Regions from separate parts of the Mus musculus genome. Here regions 2 and 3 are each linked to region 1. Evidence: chromatin contacts called from public Hi-C and HiCAR-type data. All regions are on one chromosome and are shown on one strand. Each heading gives the region's core, a stretch centred on a gene start, on an enhancer-like site or on the middle of the called end of the contact. The rest is flanking DNA. Distances are from core to core; before and after follow the strand shown. Region 1 has its middle 28 kb from the start of 4930517E11Rik. Region 2 has its middle 180 kb from the start of 4930583P06Rik. Region 3 has its middle 190 kb from the start of Sema6d.

Region 1 (4,819 bases), core at 407-2,906:
TTCTAGATTGAAAATGCTTCCAGGAGGTAGCTGGGGGTAACTGTCCAGGCATTCAAGAGAAATATCAGACCAACAAAGAGCCCAGATAGAAATACTACACAAGTATAATTTTAAAATAAGTTCTATAGAATTTTACTGCTTCACATTAGATAATGTTACTTTGTGTACACAATACCCAGATGAGTAGATAAAACCAGCTTTAGTTATTGGGTATCATAAAATAAAAACATAGCTATATTCTTCCTTGGACTCAGCTGTTTTTTTTTTAAATGGAAGCCATTCAAACATGGATATGAGTATTGTGACTGTGTCTCTCTACAGATGGACTTTTTTTCTTTCAAGGAACAGTACATGTGGGAAAATATATTTTCTTCATTGTTTCTGATCATAAAGTTGTGACAATACAGTTTTATGGAAGGCAGTGCTCTTTTGGTCTTGCCAGGAGGTGTCACTACAGCTCTCTGACTAACAGCACATCCAGTAGGGACCAATTGGTACTCACCTGCATCTTCTCAGAGGCCCAATGTTCTCTCTGCTGGGTTACCCGGAGGAAATGCAATAGGACAGTAGAATTATTTCCAGAATCCTATTTCCCCAAACAATTATTTTTAGGTTGTGAATTAGTTGAAACTAAAAACCCAAACCAAAACAAATGTCTTTACTATTTTGGAAGTAAGTACTATACTTTCTTTTGAGTAATGATCAAACATTGTGAAAAGAAAGAGCAAGAAGCAGAGGAAGGGAAATAGGTGGGTGTAGACTTCTGAAAGAAGTGAAGCCCACAGTGATAGCCCAGGGTGACAGCCCAGGGTGACAGCTTGCCCTGGAGCATCTCCTGACTCAGTGTTTTCTCTCTTGCCTGACTTGGCAGTTGGGCAGTTGGTATTCTGTGTCCTGCCTCTTTTTCCTATCTGGATAAGTCTAATTTTCAAAAAGCTTGTATTAAGAGTTATATACCATCTTTACTTGTTGATTAGTATAATTTCAGTCTCCTCCACAATGTGATAAGATGGGGTAGTTACTGTATTTTCCTATGTAAGAAAAAAATGGACATTGGAAAAATATTGTACACAGCACCCATGTGTACATCATACTTTTATGGGGATTAGGGATTTGACCCATCGGATTTCAACAGCCACTAAAGAATTGTCCCCCTACAGCAGGTGTTCTTTCTGTCTTTTTCTCTGTGTGATCCTGACTGAATTGGAGCTCCACACAATACCCAGTGCTCACTTTGTGTGAACAACACACCTTGAAGGTGTGGCTTTCTCTTTCCTTGTATGTAGTGCTTCGTGAAGAGTCTAGACATTTTGAAAAGTGACCTGATATTTCTGTTTCTAAAATGACACATAAGACCCACAACAATGACCAATAAAGTGGGTGGATGAGACAAAAGATGTGCTCAAGGGTGAGCCTCCCCAGCCTTGAGTCTGGAAAGAAGGAAAGACTGTGGCACACTTGGCTTCACCTAGTGCCGCTGCCTCCACGTGGTCCACTAATCAATGAGCCATGGGACAGAAAGGCTCAGCTTTTTTGTCAAGTAGTAAAACAGAATGGGGGGCTTAGCTCAGCCCGAAGGGTCTCTTTGACTGTTGGGAACAGACTGGCGTTCGTGGAGCTGTGTTTCCTGCCGCCCTCCAGGTGGCAGCCTGGCCCCGCTGTTAGACATGCTCTGGTTTCAACCATTTTTAACATTGCCAGACTCAGGACTGTTTCTCAGCACATTTAATTCCCTGGGAATGATGAACTGCGCTTCAGCTCACTGCACCCTAGGGTGATTGAGCCTGCAGTATTTTGGAATCTGCAGAGACTTTTTGGGCTGTCATTTGATTGAAAAAAGCTGCCATATTTTGGATATTTTGTCCCCTTTAGAGCTGTCCTGGCAGACTGTATCTGCCCAGAAGCAATCTATAGGAGAACACTTTAAAAGCATATATATACTTTCTCTTAAAATATGAGGAACTTAAACAAGCTTACAATTTATTCCATTATTTGATCTTCTATCTATTTCATGGCTTTGTTCTTCTTTGGTTCTGAAATAATATTTCTTTCCACCTGACTTAAAGCAAATCCTCTCTAGAAGGTAGCTTATGTTAATTGACTGAGTATTTTGAAAGAATGCAGGCAGAGCTATGTGGAATGTCTTAATTTAAATGAAGCTGTAAGCCTTTTCATATTGTAAGCAGAGGTATTTAAAAGTAAGATGATTAGAAACTGCTGAAGTTGCACACAATTCAAGAGAATGTGAAAGACGTTAGAATGAGCGGCTGGCACAGGGCTGCAGTGTCCGTGTATTCTAAATATACATGTAATATCAATTATGGAAGAAAACCAACAAAGGATCTTAGGCTTGTCAGCTTGCATTTGTGTGGCTGCTTCTTTTCATGAGAATTTTTAGTAACTGGGAAAAGTGCCAGATACTAAATGCTGGAAAACGACACATGAATAGGATATAGTAGATCTTAGCACTGTTGAGGGGGAAAAAAAAGTCACTTACGAGTTTAGAAAGCTTTTCTCTGTCAGTGTGGCCAAATTCGCGCTTTGATTTGCAGTGGTTTAGACTTATAAGTCACCTGTGGTTGGCTTTGGGCCATGGTTAGTAGCATCTTCAACGGAATCTTCTAGATAACTTCTGAGAACCATTGTTCTCTACCCCTGTGAGATTTGATCCCCTGCCATAAAACATTCTCTCAAGGCAGCTTGTAAGAGCATATAAGCTTGTGTTCTATACAGAACCTTAGATTCTAGATGTGGAAAAAACCTAGCTTTACTGACTCACCATTAGCCGACAGTGAATTTGGTCTCTGAAAGCTGATAGTGTAGTGAACCATTAGGAGAATGGCAGGGATGGGCCTCTCCACTTCTCTTTTCAAGTTAGGTTGTAGCCATTGACTGGGATGTTAATCTATCTGTCTTTTTGTGAATTTTTAATTTAAGTATTATAATTGTGTCTTGTCATTTTGTGACATCTTAGGGCAGAATGTGAACTTGGGGAGGAGGTGATTAGTTGACTGAAATAAGTCCAAGACTGGTTGGTCATAGCCTCCGGTTTAGTGACTCCAACAAAATCAGCAAGGGAAGGCTAATTCGCAACAAGCCCAAAGTCTTCTTTGATGGTGCATGCATTCCTGGAAGGACTTCACCAGCCTACCAGTTTTTTATATAGCTGTAAATATCATTTTATCAGAAAATATTTGATCTCTTGATGGAAAGAAAAGAAATTTCTAAGTCTATTTAACCTGAGAAGAAACCGAAGAAACAAGACTTGAGGGTAGACAGGAGGGTGGTAATCCTTTCCAGTTGGTAGAGTGAACAAGATGAGACAGAGAACTGGAAAGCCATATTTTTCCAGGATCCATAAGTCATTGTGCCAGGAAAAAAGCAAGCTTGGTGTCACAAAGACAGGAGGTCCCTATCCTTGAAAAAGGATAAAGGATAGGGGTGAGTTCTAAGGACCATGCCTTCTGGATTATCTTCGGGGAACTGAAGGGTTTTGGGAGAAGCTGCAGTGTGAACTAAACAAGAATAGAACTGTAGGGATAGCCTAGTATATTAATCAATAAACCCCCAAGAAAGATCCAGAAGTCATGTCCCAATGGGAGCATTTAGTGATTTTTGTAGTGACTAAGATCTGAATGAAAGAGCTATCTGCTATAGGATAGAGTTTTGAGGATTCTTAATAGTAGTTGTGGCTATTGATACCAGTGAAGGGCACCAGCAGGTCCTTCCATAGCTTTTGATGAGACATTCGCATGACAGTAGTCACAGTCATAATATCTAGTAGGCTTTCAATGGCTTACCTGCATCATTTTACCTGTACCCATTCTGAACTGTATATAACTGACATGCATGCTTCTCTGTTCATGCTGTAACACACCCATTGCTACATATTTTGAATTTTATTCCAAATTCATTGTGTGGGAACAAGTTTTTCCTATTCTTCTGTAAGAAAACTGGGAGCAGTCCAAGTTCAACACCATGCATTGGGCTGCCTGCCATCCACTGCCACAGCTATAAGTCAGAAATTAGCTTGCTGAAGAAAAGATGACATGTGAAACTGTGCATGTACCATGGAAAGACAATTTCCTCCAGGAAATGTCCTTATAAACAGTCTTGCTAAAGGCTTAGCTTTCAATATGGACAATATTTAATTGAGAGAGACTGCTTAAACTAGCAAAAACAATGAGCTAGCATGTCTCAGTAAGGTGAGAGAAATAAACCCTCTGAGTGTTATGTTGCCTGTGGTAAATATAAACATCTGTATCGAGCCATTTAAAATTAAATTAAAAGTAATAAAGTACAGATCTGGTCTTCTTCCTGATCTTGTTCTATAATGACAGCCTAGTTGCAGGGGACAGTGGTTTCTCGTCTTCTTTGCCAACTCTTCCTTAAAGAGTCTTCTGTCAGTGGCACAGTTCATGCAGGGATCCAGATTCATTCTGACAACAGGGTGCAATACTTTTGTTGGGTTTTGTTTCTATGGTTATGGTGAGAATGAAACATATTAATAAATTTCTAAGCTAGGAATGTCAATCCAGTTTCTTCTAAATCCAGGGTCCCACATTTTAATCCGAGTTAATTGGCATCAATATTTGGCAACCTGTTGGTAAGAGATGATCTACAGACACATTTAGGGACATCAGCAAGGACAGCTGTATGGGTCTTCTTTTTCATTGCTCTCAGAGCCTACATGGAGAGGTTTCAGTGAGTGGGCTTGGAAGTTCTTCACTGCAAAGGGACTTGCTTTAAAAGAATCACTCTTAGGACTGAAATGTAAAAGACAGACAGACACAAAGCTTTGGAGGTGATTCCACCACTG
Region 2 (4,146 bases), core at 866-3,365, 300 kb after region 1:
ATGCAGATCCTGGAAGTTCTATCATGTATTCAGACCAAGTGCTAGATGTTAGAAACTGGTGACATGGGCCCAGATATGGGAAGTCATACCTTCTAAAGTCTAAATGTTTACATTAGAAACATCTCCTCTCTATCTTTTAAATGTGTGGACAGAATACTGTTGGAAAGTCAGGCCTTCTGCAGAGCAGCTGTCTCATGAAAGGAACCTCCATATGAGACACCCAAACTACACTCCCTACAACTTGTGCCTTTGTCATGAGCCATGCTGCTAAAAATGCGTGAGTACCCTAAGAATTCTCTTACTCTTTCCACACTTTACAACTTTTATAGAACTGGCAGCATAGAGGAGCAATGGTGGACCTAGAGAGATGGGGCAATGTGCCCACAGTCAGGGGTTAGTTGCTAAAGAAGCCACAACTAGAGCCCAGGTCTCCTGAATCTCAGTGTTTGGTTTCTCCAACACATTGCCCTGCTCTTCTCAGGATCATAGAGAAAAGCAAAGGTTTGACCCATCTGTCTAATGCAGAACATTTAGTGGGTAGAGTAAGAAGATACTGTTAAGGTTTTGTTAGTAGTAGAAGGCTTTACAAGGATATCTGTCAAATGTTCATGCATCAAATTATGTTCTTTCTAGCACTGAGATTTTTATATATTGAGCACAGGAAATGTTTAACTCTGAACTAATGCAGACACTGTGTGAAATGAGAAATGATTGTTGAAAAGCTTCCCAAACTGTCAGAGCTTCAGAAGTCTCCTCTGAAGACTTTGAAAGCCACCCCTGTTCTTGGCATTACCATGCATACTCATCTAAAATGATGTCAACTGCTGATCCACTGAGAGTCTGTTCTGCCCCTGTTAAATTTCTCAGGTGATTTAAAAGGCCAGTAATGACTTTTCTTAGGGTAAAGGTCTGTTGATAAAGCACTAACTTCAGTGCTCGCCTGAACTGAGTCTTTATGATTTGGTCATAGGGTGTTCTTCTCCAACACCAGCACAAGATGGCCCTCGTTGTTATCTCAGCTTTATCATCAAGGAGAAAGAGACTTAGAGAGGTCCAGTAACCTAACCAGGCATCAAATTAATAAGTGACAGAACTGTGTCTTACCCTCAGGCTGTTAACCTCTACCCCCTAGTGCTTCACGCTCAGATCGAAGGACATATATGTCTGACCTTCTTATTAAGCACTTAAGTTGTGCCATGTACTGTGATAAATTCCACGGTTGCAGCTCTCAAGATGGAACAAGAGGCCAAGCCATACATTCAATCCTGCCCAGACACCGAGGCTGCTGGCAGTTCCAGTGGTGGGGAAGGAGCAGAGCAAGCCATCTTGTTCACACTGTGTGTGGAGGTAAAGCTGCAGTTCTCAGACTGTGGACCTGGAGAGATGGCTTGAACACTACTGCTTGCCTTAGGAGACAGCATCAATATCTCTGCTTCTGTCTGCATACAAGATTACATAAACACACACACACACACACAACCTGTGCATATATCACATTACATCACACCAGAGATCCAAGCCTCATGTTTCCTCTGAGATCAAACTTCTTTTCTCTGTTTTCCCCTCATTCAGAAAGGAGCCAAACATCACTTGAGCTCACTTAAAATCCTTATGATGTGAGCAAAAGGGTGGACAATCCCAACCTCGTGTATATACTGTAGCTTGAACTCTAGCCCGCCACTCATTGTCTCCTAACCCCAGGCCGATTTTCTGTGACTGAGGAAGAGACTTTGTTGTAGGAAACAGATCTCGGGTGCCTGTTGGTAAAGGCATGTGAGCACCTCCCAAGACCCTGTGGGGCTCAGTTTCCATGGCAAATGCAGGAGCCCTTGGCAGTTTGAGTAGACGCCTGCCCTCTCTCCTTCAGTGGCAGCCCAGCAATAGCTCACTGGGAGATCAGAGATACTGCCAGTTGGTGGCTCAGCAGAAAAAGGGCCAAGGTTTCCCCTTTCTGTAAAGAGTTTCAAAGAGGGGTTTTGCCACTTTCTTTGCACCCGAATTCAAGAGCTGTGGTCCTTCCCAATTTCTGAATTCTTCATGGAGTCTCCAGGCAGGCTTACTGGTCAGGACACAGCAGAACCTGGCTGGCTGCCTCTGACCTTGCCTCCCCCACCCTGCCTAAGAAGCCCTGAGTTGTCCCACAGCCTAGGCAACCAACTCCTTCTCTCTGTCCCCTCTCCAGTGGAGAATTTCAGAGCCAGAAAAGAACTCATTCCACCCCTTGTAAGGGAAGAAGAAAACCTGAATTTCTCTATTTTGTTTAAGACTGTTAGAAAATTCAGGGAGCCACAGCCTAGAAAGACAAAACATTTTCCTCCCACCCCCACCCCACTCCAAGACAGCAAGCAACAGGCAACTGCAGACATCAGACAGGTGAGCATTCAAATCGGAGCTTTATTTTTGATAAAGCTAATTAGAGAATATCATGTTGCCTTGATGCACCACCAAATAGACCAAATACTTGTCTTAACATAGCCTCTAAACTAAGCTAGCCCCTACTGTCACCATGACCAGAGAGATGATGTCTATATAACTGTCTCCTCAGACAAGTCTCCCAGTATGAAATAAAGGAGAAAGGCTACCTGAGGCATGCTCAGACACAGCCTCAACTTCTCCAGCTGCTTCAGTTTGATTGCTTTTGTGTTCCACTTGAGGAGAGGACTGGGCATTCCCTTGCTGTGAGCTGGGGCAGGCCTGGAGCAGGAAAGGTTTTCCCTAGGAGGAGAATGTGTATCTTTGCTGTAATCTCAGCTAGGACACACTGAGGTCACCAGGCAGAGGCATGGAGGAAAGGCAGGCTTCCAGTGGTCGAGCACACTAGCGGCCAGGAAAATGACCAATCAATTCAGAAAAAAGGATCTGGGCAACTTTACCTGTGAGCACGAGGGCACTAAGACACGGGGAAGGAAAGGGCATGAGTCTGGATGAATGAAGGCACTGCAAGGCAATCAGCTGTGTGTCACACTATAGGATGCGCAGCATCTTCAGTGTATGTGTGAGGGCAGAATAGGCTCTTAAGCCTATACCACAGCCAATGGCCTATGAGACAGGAGTCAACACAAATCAACATGAAAGTCAACACAAATGCGAAAGCAATGGATACCTTTAATAAAATAGTTGGCCGAGATCTTTCATAGAAAGCAATGTCCAAGTACAAAGCCAACAAAAGGTACTATGAGGTAATGTGAACATGTCCTATGTAATAACCAGTAAGTACTACAGCATCCATGTCTATATATGTAATGATGATTCATTTATTATATAGACAATGTTAATGTTCTCAGCATAAGCATACAAAAAAACCCAAAAAAAAACAAAGAAAGGTTCAGAATGTCTAATTTATTCCCAGAAAGCTTAGCAACCAAACCAAAATCATGGCAGAGATCATGCATATACATCCATTCACACATAAAAGGAAAATAAATACATACAGCAAGTTGCTAATAATCCGTGGCTGGAGGTCAAGGTTATACATATCCACAATTTTTATTAGATTTTCTTGAAGCTCTTGTGTTATTTTGAAAGTCTCATAAATAAAACCTGCCGGGAGAGAGAGAACAGAGGGAGGCGGTGGGACTGATCAGGAGGAGTTGGGGAATCATCACTGGGCAACGTCGTTCCCTGGGGACTCTGGAAACAGGATGGAAATGCCCTCGGGATTTGGATCTTTGGACACTACACCAGAGAAAAGGATTCAGAATCTCATAGCCGTGGGAATCAAAAGTGAGCAGGAAGCATGAGAAAGAATCTCCTTTTCCTTATTTTATCCCCTGGGCCAGGCAGCTCTGAGAACGTGACCCTAGACCACTGCACTACACATTCTGGGTCTCAAGGGAGCCCCACATCAGAATTTAAATATCTTCAATGCCGAGTGTTATCACTTTGCTTCAAAATCCCTAAGCATCTCAATCTTCTCTCCAGAGGGGGTACCATCAGGTTTGTTTTCTCTTTCCCTAGATCCACCAAATCTCTTGCCTTCTTGTGAGATGTTTGGAATCCTTCTGTGTCTATAGTGGCATCAGAGAGACCTTGCTAAATTTAGCCCAGTTGCTAATTAGGAACAGAGGACATGTAAAGCTCGAGGCTTAAAGACAAGCCTTGGCGGTATTCCAAGACGTGGAATCAAGTCGTCATTTCGACTAGAAG
Region 3 (4,520 bases), core at 1,628-4,127, 370 kb after region 1:
CATTTAGTTTAGTTTCCAGAGTGTATACTATTACCCTTTCATGGCTCTCAAAGTTCTAGACACCTAGGATTTGACTACTGGGTGCTTGCAAACTAGCTTTGGATTCTGGTTCTACCGTGGTTTCTTTTGTGAGCCCGAAAGTTATTATATACAAACATGGAAACAATAATAGTCCTCATCCAGCTGGATGGCATGGAATCAGCAAGCTCTGTGTAGTGGTTGACTGTCCCTGTCACAAAGCAGGAACCTGTGGCTTTTGTGGAAGTATTGAGAGTGCAGGTTGACACTTCCCATTCCTTTAGGACCTGGCTCTTCCAGTACTGGAAGGGAAGCCCCAGATGATTGCTCCAGTCCATATGTCCCATTGCTCTCTTGGGTCATAAATCATGCCTCTTGTGTGACTGAAAACAACTTGAAACACTGAAACAAAAATCCCATATTCACATCGCTCAAAACCATCTATCATAACTTTTCTCCAACCCAGATGGAAGCTGCATCCTTCCTATCTCAAAAATCATGACAAGTTTAAATGAAAAGGTTGTTGAATAGACCTCAGTTCTTTTGGGCAGAGAGGTAGGGATCCTATTCTGATCATTCCCAGCTTCTCTACATGACTAGTAGTAGATGCCGGTAAAGACTTTTGACTTTATTTTGTCTTACTGGACCTGGTTTAAATTGTAAAATCATAAGAATACTTAGTTCTTTTATTGCAAAGTCACACATGAAAAACACAGTGCTGCAGTATGTGCAGAAGAAAGGACTTAGAACTAGTGTTGGAAAGGCCACGCCTACCCAGGGAATGAAAGCAGACCTCGATGTTCAGATCACTGAGCTGTTGGAAACACGATTGTCATTTCACTCATTGAGACAAATTAATCACATCAATTATGTAGTAATCTGCCCACTCCCGATGCTTTTGAGCATGCTGAAAGAGGATCAGACTGTGCATGGCTTCCTTTCACCACACAGTCTGTCTAAAACAAAGACCAATACAAAGCTATTGGGTGGGGAAAAGGTGGAAGCCAGGTCAACATGCTATTTAATGCTGCCTTAATGAACTCAGCAGTGAAGCACTGTATGGGGGTTCCTGGGGCCCAAGGAACAAAAGGCAGCAGAGCAGACAGCCTGAGTACAGGAGGCGCTGGGAGAAGCGGTGCTCTGTCATGATGGACTTTGGGGTAGCACCTAGCCATTCTTGAAAAGAAATCAGTGAAGCACAGTATCTTACCTGTAAAGACGTAGAAGCTGGAGGAGGGGCACACAACTATCAGAGTTGACCATGAAGAGCATGCTAGGCACTCCCAGTTCTTCTCAGCCTGGTTTGATAAGGAACTAGGATAAAAAGGATGCTCTGTGTATTTGTGTGAAACAATTACATGACCTTTTCCCCTGTGATAAAATGTTTCACTGGAGGTAGTCTTTTCATTACAAGTTCCTGATAGCTTTATCATTTAACCAGAATGGACTTGCATAACTTTTTTTCAGGAATGTTTCCTTGCCCATACTTATTGTTGTACTAAAATTCACTCCTAGAGTGTATACAATCTGGAACTTATCGATGAAAGACACAGATATCAGCTGTAAGTTGAAATTTAGGAAAGACAGAAATGACGTAATACTATTCAAGTGCTGCTGGCCTCAGCAGATTGGCCTGTCGAATCCCAGGGTGGTGATGAGATAACACATTCCTAGAACTGATACTAATATAGGACAAGATAAGCCTCAGAACCTTTGGAGGTCGTGACTGTGTCCAGGGAGCAAAGGAAAGTAGGGTGAGTGTTCCCACCAGTACCCCACCAATGACAAATTCATCCCCAAACTAGACTATCTGACATCAGAGTCCCAGAAACACACTGTCTCCCGCCCCCTACAACCCCGCCCCCTGAGCATGACTCAGGAGGAGTAACTTTTCAGTTCAAAGTCACCAGGTCCCTGGAAAGCCATTGGGAAGACATTTATTCTCTTGTTCCATCAAGGATTGAACTGGGAGGTTTTTAAGATATAAGATAGCCAGGTCATTCTGAGATTGCTTGTATTCAGTGGCTCCTAATGCCATGACCCTTCAATACAGTCCTTCCTGTCCTGGTGACCCCCCCCCAACCATAAAATTGCCTTTGTTGTTACTTCATTACTGTAACTTTGCTACTGTTATGAATCATAGTATAAATATCTATGTTTTTCCATAGTCATGGGTGACCATGGCAAAATGATCATTCAACCGCCAAAGGGGTCTCGACCCACAGTTTGAGAACCACTGTTTTTAATTCAAATACTCCTTGGACCAGCACTAGGCACTATGGAAAACTTTCAAGCTGAGTTTTCTCTGGTTTGGTTAACCCTCACTAAAATTTTGCATCCAGACGATGCCATCTCTTTCTTCCATCACATATCAATCCAGAACAAAATAAGTCCTATGCGGTCTTCAGATCTGAACATATAACTCTTCCCTTTTGCTCTTGAGTCCTCACTACCTACATATTTTCTGTGCATGTGAATTGCTGTGCCCACACAAATATATCTTGCTATTTGTGCACACATGTAGGTTTGCTATCGCCTACAGAAGAAACCTGCTGTCAGCAAAAGGATTAATTGTGTTTCTGTTTTTGCTTCTATTCCCTATGCTAGGGTTTTTGTCAGAGTAAGAATCTGTGCCTTAATTATAAATATTAGTAAGCAAGAATATTTGCATTTTGCAAATGTATTTCCTTTTTTTGTAATCTCTACAACAGAAAACCTAGGCTCATAAAATACAATCTTTGCTTGCATAATTTTCATTCCTTTTGCCCTAATAGTTTGCTTTCAGCAGCAAGGGGGAAGAAAGCTCTGAAAGCTTATGGGTTCATCCTAGCAATCACCATTAATCTTGGCTTTTCTTGTTTGCTAGAAGACCAAGCTGACATGTGTCTGGACTTTCTCACCATTTCTCCAGCCACATTTCACAGTTCTATAAAAGTCCCTTTCAGCAAAAGATGGCAGGAGAGTCACAGGGCTTCATGAGTGTTTTCAAGAAAAGCGAAAGGATAATTTACAGGGCATGGAAGGCTGGTATTTGGGGTGGGGCATAGAATATGTTGAAGCTAAGATATAGCATCTTTAATTCAAGGGTTACTTCAGAATTATTTCATTGCATCTTGGGATTGAAGGTCCCCTGGGGAAAGAGTCTTAACCCACACAGTCCAGGGTGGATGGGGGTGAACATGGAGGAGTACATAGGAACTGGACAATGACTGAGGAATGGTGGCTAAAATTAGCTTCTCTTCCCCTCCCTTGTCATGAGAAGACAGCCTGCCTGCCTCTCCAGCTGGCTCTGCTTGAAGTCAGAAGTTAACCTTTTCTCTGCCTTGGCAAAGACGAAGCATGCTCTACTCTTGCAAGTCTAGTTAGATTTTCTTAAGTAGGAAAGGAAAGAAATCTACAGTGTCCATTAGTTTTGTTTCCCCCAATATGAGTATAAAGGAGAGAATGCAAATGCTGAAAATATAAATGTGGTATCTGGTGTTTAATACATCAATAGTAACTGCATTTGTACAGACTTTTATACACAGTAGTGGTGCTATCAGCAATTTGCATGTGTGATATTATTTCTCGCTACAAATAGCCCTCAGAGCGACTTTACGGGTGCTGATGTCGTGTGGATGAAGAAAGTGGGTCATGGAAGAAATTTACCCTGATTTCCTAATGAATGACTAGTGAGACACAGAGGTCCTGTGACTCCAGGTCTTGCGGCGCTGTCTGTTTCACTGAGCTATCCAAAATAAGGGAATGAGCCTGGCATCAACTAGATTTTCTAAGTAGTGTATATAGACAAGTCAAATGTCTGTGTACATGCTTGGGAAATAACTATTGGAAAGTTTACCTTTATTCTCACCATGAGCCAGATAACTATTTAGCCTCTGATTCGCCTTCTATTGCCATTCCTTCAGATATATGCCTGTGTGTCTGTGTGTGTGTCTTTGTGTGAATGCACATATTCACTAAAATTTGAAGCATGTAGAAAAGTTGCGTATAGATGGCATGTGTGCCACAGAAGACTCAGGGAGTAGCCAATGGATAATTACACTTCAGTGTAATTATAATACTTGTGTTTTCACAAGCAGGAGTAGAGGAATGAGGCTACTTCTTAAAGTGCAGTCTGGAAAGAATAACAAGACAATTCAGCCACAAACAAAGGCGTGTATTCTGTCTAGGAACATATTCTTTTATCGGAAATATCTGTCTCTTATGCTTTGGGGGAAAATTGTTCTGGAAGGAACAATTTATGATACTGAGGAGGTGTGGTCACAGGAGTTTTGGAGGACAGGATATGAGTAGCCAAGATACTTGTTTCAACACAGAGACCAGACTTCACTAGGACAAGTTAGGGTTAGGTTGGGGATTACCTATATATGCATTTTTAAAAATATTACCAGCTTTTGATACCCCCATGATAAGAAAAAAAAAAAGGCCTCTTTTGCAAAGTGGAGAAAACAGGCATTGGTGGGTTCATAAAACCATGTGCATCAAATTGCTCGTGTTAAATC

The links. Hi-C and Micro-C count contacts between places; a contact is called where the count stands out from the background. HiCAR-type assays count read pairs that join an accessible place to other places.
Region 2: a HiCAR-type map of astrocytes shows a contact between it and region 1, with 6 times the contacts expected there. The contact joins two enhancer-like sites. A contact is called at or near these places in 8 of 39 promoter capture datasets (the 3T3-L1 cell line, 3T3-L1-derived adipocytes, embryonic stem cells and 4 more) and 3 of 115 datasets of contacts at active chromatin or transcription factors (astrocytes and embryonic stem cells).
Region 3: a contact with region 1 is called in a Hi-C map of the N1E-115 cell line, with 2.2 times the contacts expected there. The contact joins two enhancer-like sites. A contact is called at or near these places in 5 of 39 promoter capture datasets (the 3T3-L1 cell line, hippocampal neurons, liver and 1 more), 5 of 484 Hi-C or Micro-C datasets (the N1E-115 cell line, adipose-derived mesenchymal stem cells, cardiomyocytes and 2 more) and 3 of 115 datasets of contacts at active chromatin or transcription factors (astrocytes, embryonic basal ganglia and heart atrium).

Annotation. Positions count from the first base shown.
Region 1 is chr2:124,099,450-124,104,268 of GRCm38.p6, forward strand. It overlaps a transcript of Sema6d not described here. Among named protein-coding and RNA genes, the nearest start is that of 4930517E11Rik, 28 kb to the right of the region's middle. Within about 2 kb of position 1,657, at least 22 of the 459 cell types and tissues checked have an H3K27ac peak or open chromatin away from gene starts, as enhancers often do. A contact at or near this core is called in the N1E-115 cell line and astrocytes, where this site is marked.
Region 2 is chr2:124,400,091-124,404,236 of GRCm38.p6, forward strand. It overlaps a transcript of Sema6d not described here. Among named protein-coding and RNA genes, the nearest start is that of 4930583P06Rik, 180 kb to the left of the region's middle. Within about 2 kb of position 2,116, at least 6 of the 459 cell types and tissues checked have an H3K27ac peak or open chromatin away from gene starts, as enhancers often do. A contact at or near this core is called in astrocytes, where this site is marked.
Region 3 is chr2:124,464,409-124,468,928 of GRCm38.p6, forward strand. It overlaps a transcript of Sema6d not described here. Among named protein-coding and RNA genes, the nearest start is that of Sema6d, 190 kb to the right of the region's middle. Within about 2 kb of position 2,878, at least 15 of the 459 cell types and tissues checked have an H3K27ac peak or open chromatin away from gene starts, as enhancers often do. A contact at or near this core is called in the N1E-115 cell line, where this site is marked.